Linked DNA regions of Oryctolagus cuniculus: region 1 is linked to region 2. A link is a contact called in public Micro-C data. All regions are on one chromosome and are shown on one strand. The core of a region is the stretch at or near the end of the contact, and the rest is flanking DNA. Distances in the headings are between cores, read along the strand shown.

Region 1 (3,533 bases), core at 344-2,843, 220 kb after region 2:
TCCCTGCAAACACGACCCTAATATATTTAAAAAAAAAAAAAAAAAGTCACCTTACAAAATTCTGGTCTTTTCGGATCATTCCAGGAACGTGAGAGTCACCTGAGGGATGAACAGTTTTTGGTTTTTTTTTTTTTTTTCTTTTTTTTCCTGGAGGCTATGGCTGTGGCGGCCACGGCGAGGAGGTAAAACAAGCCAGAAGGCTGTGAGAACGCACTGGTCAGGTGTCAAGAAAGTGAAATACAGTTAGTTTAAAAAAACAACTTGGGAAGCAAAACCATTTTCTTTTCCAACACTGCAGGTGGACCCAGCTTCTCACGAACACTGAGAGAGGTCAGAGGATGAGTGGCTGTGTCTCTTTATGAGGAAGAGTGTCTCCTTTTAGCTGGCTCTCTGAAAGAACCGAAGCCGAGCCTGCCCCGCCGGAGAGCGAGCGTCTCCAGCAGAGTGAGCTCCAGTAGGAAACCCCGCCGTTTCTCCTGAATGTAGCAACCCATTTCCCATCCTTCCACAGGCTGGCAAGCGCTTGGAGACCTTGAACTATCCCAGAACCGCAATTTGGGGATGTTTTGTATCGAAAAAGTATCAGTCTTTTTTGAAAAAGTTCATCTTTAGAAAACAAAGAAGAAGGAAAGAAAGGGGGCGGGGGTGTGTCGCGGTCAGCCCTGATGTAAAAGAAAGCGCTAATTTTCTGACCTTTTAGCCTTAAAGAAGTTAACTATCTTCGTGTCTGGGTGTAACCTCTGTTCAAAAGAAAACAAGCAACACGAACAGTGCCGTCTTCTTCGTAGGCTTCTCTCAAAAGCTTCATTGGAAGTACGCTAGGGAAACGTACATCCAGTGCACATCCGCATCTATCCTAAGCTTTAAAAAACCAACCAGCCAACCAATCAACAAAAAAGGGCACGGACCTCAGCATCAAACCCGAGCCTCCTCCAGGGCCTGTGCGCTCGGCTGGCGGCCCCGCGCCGCCCGCGGCCCGGGAGCTGCCCGGCGGGTGATGCAAGACGCCAGGCGCGCAGCTGCTTAAAGCAGGTTCTCGAGTCTAAAGGAACACCTTCCTTACCAGAGCAGCCCTCGCCCCTGGCCTCGCCATCCCCGCCGTCCCCGCCCGCGCCTCCACTCGGAAAAGTGGGACGGGCGGGGGAGCGCGAGACCAGAAAGGGAACCGAGGAGAAGAGCGCCTGCGACACAAAATGGAGAAAGAGGAACCGAGAGGGGAGACAGTCGGGGAACGGAGGGTGCCAGTGAGGGCAGCAGAGGGGCGTGAGGTGGGGAACAGCAGGGGCAGCGCCCGGGAGGCGGAGGCCAGAGGACCAGGAGGAGGGGGCCGGGGTCCGGAGCAGAGGAAACAGCAAGACGCTCTGGATTTCAGCAGCGCCATATTCGCTTTTGCTTTCGCCGCTTTTTTGTTTGGTTTTGTTCGCAGCCGGTGGACAGGCGCCAGCACATTTCTGCAGCTTCAGCAGCGCGGGTCCGACAGCTGGGAAGGGCCGGCGGGGCCCTGGCGGGGGACGGGCGCCTATGCCCCGGCCCTTGGAGCCCCCTCCCCGGCCTGACCCCTTGCGCACGCCGCCCTCCGCACGCTCGTCTCGGCCGCGAGCGGGCCTGCACCTCGGGGCTGCCCGGAAGGAGCGCCTCGCGCGCCGGCCCGCCGCAGCCCCCGCGAGCACCTCGCCCCGAATTGCGCCCTTGGTGTTGGTGGGCGCGCGGGCCACGCGGGTGGGCATCAGCGAAGGAACCGGAAACAAAAAACAAAAACAAAAAACGAACTCAATCCGTGGGGAACGAGGAGAGGGCGCGCACCGGGGGGAGGGGGGGATTTTGGCAGGGGAGCCCAAAAATAGAGCCTTCCTGGAGGTAGCCGTGCCCGCTGGGCCGCCGCCACCTGCTCGGGGCTGTCCCTCGCGGCGCCCCAGGTCCGGGCTCGGCCGGGAGCCCCAGGAGGGTCGGGAGGGACGCGAGGGATGGGTTCTCTCCTGCAGGCGGCCGAGGCATCGGTCTTGCCCGGGTGACTCTCAGCGATTTAGGCGCGGCCGGGCTCTCGGGGCTCCTTCAGAGAAGCGCTTCACCGCCCAGAAATTCAGGGCCTCTCACCCCCGACGTCCCCGCGCTGGCTCCTGTCGCGTCTCTCCTCTGCCCTTGGTGGGTGTCAAGCACGCCCCAAAGGAACTCTTGTCCCTGTCCTTTCCCTTGCAATTGGCAGCATCCATTGCTCAGCCAAGACCCCGCGGGAAAAACGGAGGGTCTCCCCGGCTCTGGGCTCCCGCCCCAGCCGCCGGGCGGCGAGGAGGCAGGCGCGAAGGAGGCGCGGAGGGGCGAGCCGTGGCGCCGTCGGGTTTCCCGCACGCCGCCGGTCGGGACCGCCGGCGCCCTCGCTCCTAGGCGTTCCCATCTCGGCCCCACGGAGGCGTCTTGCCCGGGGTTCTGGCCGGAGCAGAGCAGTGGAGCGTGTCGAGGTAGGTGCTCAGGGCGCGCCGTGGGGGCCGAGCGCTTGGTGGATGGAAACGTCGAGTTCGCACTCGTGTGTCCCACCTGAGCACCCCGGCCTCTCTTCCCGGCCACCTCTGACGCCTCAGCCCTGAGTGCGTCGCCGGGTCCCGGAGCGTCCCGAGCCGTACAGACCCGGGAATCCATCCAAAGCGCCACTTCAAACGGCCTCGTCGAAGCTCGCCCGGCGCTGGCGGCCGCGCCCTGAAGCCCAACCTGCGCGCCCCGGACGGCGCGTGGCCACCTGCGGCCCGGCGCTGGACGCCGCAGCCTGGCGATCTTAGGACTACTTCATTATTAAGTGGCCCTTGGATTTTCAAATGGCATGTAGATTATTTTCAGTAGTTCATTCCTTATTTGTCTTTATTTCTTTTTTCAGACTGCAGATTTCCACAAGGAGAACAGATCATTTCCCAAATAGGAATACATAAGGAAGACAAATATCTTTTATTCTTCTATTGGGAAAGTTGCATTTTTGAAAAGCAGGTTTCAAGATACTTGGGGATCAAAATCTTTTTCCTAAATGAAGAGTCAGTGACTAAGTTCAGACATTGGTCTTGACATTTTAGTTAAGGTGATCTTTTTTCCTGTTTTGTGTGTGTGTGTGAGTGTGTGTGGGTGTGGGTGTGGGTGTGTGGGTGGGTGTGTGAAATGCTCAAAATCTAAATTTCAAAGTAAGAGGGCCATGTGATTGCCTGAGAATATTCCACAAAATTAAAATCTAAAAATAGTGGCAAGCTGTAGGGCCTAGCTCACACATCAGGTCCCAGCTTCTGTTTCTGAAACAGAGGAAAGGGGCTATAAGAGATTTTGGAATTAAAGTATTAACAGCTGGGACAGACATCTATCATTTGACAATACATGAAATTTCCAATTGAGCACTGCCTGTCAATAGGCTTTTGTGCTCCTCTCCTTTACAGGAAAGTTTACAATTCACTAACTAGGCTTCTTTTAATCTCCTCAAAAAGTTTTAAATATTACAAGCCTTAAAACCATTTAGAAAAGAGCATTTTTGGCAGCCAAATGCAAGAGTAAATAAGGCTTAG
Region 2 (3,483 bases), core at 634-3,133:
CAACAAATGGGTTTTAAAAGTTCAAGCCTCTCCCCCCAAACAAAAAGGGAGGCATTTGGCCTACTAGTTAAGACCCATGTAGGGACACTAGCATCCCATAGCAGAATGCCTAGGTTAGAGTCTTTGCTCTGCTTCAGAGTCCAGCTTCCTGATAAAGTACACACTGGAAGGCAGCAGGTGGCTCAAGTAATTAGGGCTATGCTATTCATGTGAAACCAGGACTGAGCTCCAGGTCGGGTCCAGCCCCTATTCTAGGACATTTGGGGAGTGAACCAGGAGGTGATCTCTCTCTCTCTTTACCTCTCTCTCATTTGTCAAAATTTTAAAGTGCGGGGTAGGAAAGGGGAGGGAGAAAAGGAAAGGGAGAAACACTAAGATTCTGTGCTACTGGCCAGCTTCTCTTCCAGTAGCTCCACCTTGTACCACTACTGCCCACAACGATCCTCCTATGAGTTCCAGGACTAACGTGGTAGAGGCTTCAAATTCCAACAAATTTTAATAACTCTTATTTATTTGCAAGGCAGAAAGAAAGAAACGGACAACACAGATCTCCCAACCACTGGTTCACTCTGCAAATGCCCGTAACTCAAGCCAGGTCTCCCACGCAGGTGGCAAGGACCCAAGTACTTGAGTCGTCATCTGCTCTGCCTCCCAGGGTGTGCATTAGCAGGAAGCTGGAATCCGAAGCAGAGCCAGGGTTTGAACTCAGATATAGTATAGAGTTCCCACGTGGCGTTGTAACCACTGCGCCAAAAGCCAGCCGGCATGGAGATTTTCAAACTGATACCAGCCCCTATCCAAGGGCTAAAATATTACCAAGTATAACGCAAGAAAAAACTTTTGAAACCTAAGACACTGGCCAAAATGAATTCCTATCTTCTCGGAAGGAAGGCAGCTGAAATACGCGCAAACGGCAACGTAACAATTTAGGGTGAGACGGGGCTCCTCTTTCTCCCATTCGGGAGGGCAGGAAAGGGTAGGTGTAAGAAACCGGCTACCCACACCACGCTTCCGCTCCGGGGTGGGGGTGGGCCGGGTCTTCCCAGAGAGGCCAGCGCAGCACAGCAGGCGCTATCACGGCTCGGGCAGAGGGCACCGCGCAGCCTGTCACCGAGACCGGAACCTGAGGAGCCGGGGCAGCGGTGAGGAAGTGGGGAAGGCGGACCACTACCGAGGCAGGGGTTGCCAGGAGACCCCGTTGGACCCGGCGGGGAAGAAGACCCCCCAGGAGCACAGCGACCAAGTCCTCCTGCCCTCCGCGCCCCCGCTCCTCGGGACGAAAACGGGGGTCCGAGCGCTCCTCCCACCCCTTTCCGCCCCAACCCCACGCGGCTGCGCTTACCTGCTGTACCCCGAGGAACTGGTAGAAGTTGAGCTGCACCTCCTCCACCAAGTCAAACAACTCCAGGTCTCCGCTCTCCCAGCCGCGCGCCGGCCCGGCGGCCGCCAGCAGCAGCAGCAGTAGCAGCCACAGCGGCGGCGGCAGCGGGAACGGCCCGAGCCGGAGCCCGCGGCGCTCAGGAAGCGGCGCCAGCCGGGGGCAGGGAGCCGTCATTGAGCCGGGCTCGGAAAGGTCACTAGCCAGGCAGTACCGTCGGCCGAGACCGGGGACGTGGCGGGGAGCGCGAGCTGTGGGGAGTAGCGCCTGTCAGTCAGAAGCGCGGGCTGCCGCTCCGGAGCGGCCCACCCGACTGCCGGCCCCAGAGGGAGTGCGCGGACTGCCGGAGCCGGCGACCGCAGCGTCGGGCGGGCAGCCGGGACTACCTTCCCCGGACCCTCACTCCCAGGCCTACAAACAGCTGGAGGGCCAGCGCCCGGCGCCGAGGTTACAGAGGAGGGGGAGAGGCTTCCCCGCGCCTCAGCCTATCCTGGGCCTCGCTTCCGGTGACATCACGTCTCCTAGCAACCGCGGCGAGGGGCGGGGCCGGAAGTAGGGACTCCGGGCGCCCCAGTTCTGGGCCTTGTAGAAATTCCTCTTGGTCTGTGGTGCTTAGGGCAGAGGTTTGCGTGCGTTTGCTCATATTACCACACGTGGGCACTTACGGCCGTCACGCAGCCACCTGGAACGTACCACGTGTAGATTTCCTTCGAAGTCCCTATCGTCTTGCCCGCCCCCACATAGTGAACACCAGAAGCCTATTCAAGGCCTGATTTATTGATTACAGCTTGCGCTCCATACCTTTCATTATTCCATCAGCCATGATAGAGGAAACTGAACCAGACAGCGAGTAGAAAGTATGTTTTTGTTTTTTTTTTAAGAAAGCAGAAAAGGAATGCAAGCCAAGACCCAAAAAAGTGTGAGTATACTTAAATTATGTATTAAGATTTATTTACAGGCGTAGAGGTAGGTGTTGGGTTGGGTGCAGCAGTGAGGTCGCTGCTTGAGACTCGCGCATCCCATCTCAGAGTGTCTGGGTTCCAGTCTCAGTTCCTCTGTTTCAGATCAAGCTTCCTGAATGCACACCCTGGAAGGCAGCAGCCTCAAGTACTGGAGAGCTTGCTGCCCTCCATGAGAGACCTGGATTTAGTTCCCACCTCAAGGGCTTGACCTAGCTGTGCCCTGGCTATTGCTGGCATTTGTGGGATGAACCAGTAGATAAAAGAACTCTGACTGTCCCTTTCTGTCTGCCTTAAATAAAGTTTTCAAAAGGAAGAAAAAAAATTTTGCAAGCATAATAAAATTGGCAGTTGGGTCGAATTAACACTTGTGACTCAATGACCGTCTTAGAAGTTTAATTTCACCGCCAGAACCTACTCAGCCTCAGCTGGGATTCTTTTTCCAATTGAGGTCTATTTAAAGAGTTGCATGGAGGCAGGGATGACGTTGTGGTACAGCAGGTTAAAGCAGGCCTGCTACGCCAGCATTCCACATGAGCACTGGTTGGAGTCTGACCTGCCCCACTCTCTCTCCAGCTCCCTACTAATGAACCTGGGAAAGCAAGGGAAGATGGCCTAAGTGATAGAACCCCTGCCACCCACGTGGGAGACCCTGGGAGACCTGGGTGGCGTTCCAGACTCTTAAATGCACCCTGGCCAAGCCTCAGCCTTTGAGGCCATTTGGGGGAGTGAACCAGTGGATGGAAGCTTGCTTGCTCTCTTTTTTTTCTCCCTCTGCCTCTGTAACTCTGCCTTTCAAATAAAATAAATATTTAAAAAAAAAAAAGAAATATAGGCTAAAACTTCCTCTCTCTGTGTTAATAATGTCTTCCCTCCAATTTTCACATTGATCCTTATGAGTCTCTTTTTAATTTTTTTCACTACTGTTGTTCTTTGTGTAATTTATTTTTGTTTAGGCCACCTCATGTTTTTTCCTCCCTGACTCCCTACTCTTGTGAATCAAGTGAAAACAGAAAATCAGAATGCTACCCTATTTTTGAACATTTGACCTCATGCTTTTCCCATCTTGTATCTAGTCTGTGAAATTAAGATAAATAGGGTCATGATAGCACTACTTATGCAGAATAATAATATTTTACATTTGAT

What was found. Hi-C and Micro-C count contacts between places; a contact is called where the count stands out from the background.
Region 1: a contact with region 2 is called in a Micro-C map of ear pinna, with 3 times the contacts expected there. The contact joins the enhancer-like site here to the promoter of DNAJC1 in region 2. A contact is called at or near these places in 3 of 6 Hi-C or Micro-C datasets (ear pinna, liver and an unstated tissue).

The regions. Positions count from the first base shown.
Region 1 is chr13:48,498,033-48,501,565 of mOryCun1.1, forward strand. No RefSeq gene overlaps it. Among named protein-coding and RNA genes, the nearest start is that of TRNAN-GUU, 21 kb to the left of the region's middle. Within about 2 kb of position 1,594, at least 4 of the 8 cell types and tissues checked have an H3K27ac peak or open chromatin away from gene starts, as enhancers often do. A contact at or near this core is called in ear pinna, where this site is marked.
Region 2 is chr13:48,276,580-48,280,062 of mOryCun1.1, forward strand. It overlaps DNAJC1 (DnaJ heat shock protein family (Hsp40) member C1), which reads right to left and starts at 1,884. Exons shown (of 12, transcript XM_002717400.5): 1 at 1,343-1,884. The coding sequence starts at 1,555. It overlaps LOC127483449 (a long non-coding RNA gene), which reads left to right and starts at 1,876. Exons shown (of 2, transcript XR_007909674.2): 1 at 1,876-2,297. LOC138844967 (a long non-coding RNA gene) reads left to right here. Exons shown (of 2, transcript XR_011381501.1): 2 at 1-466.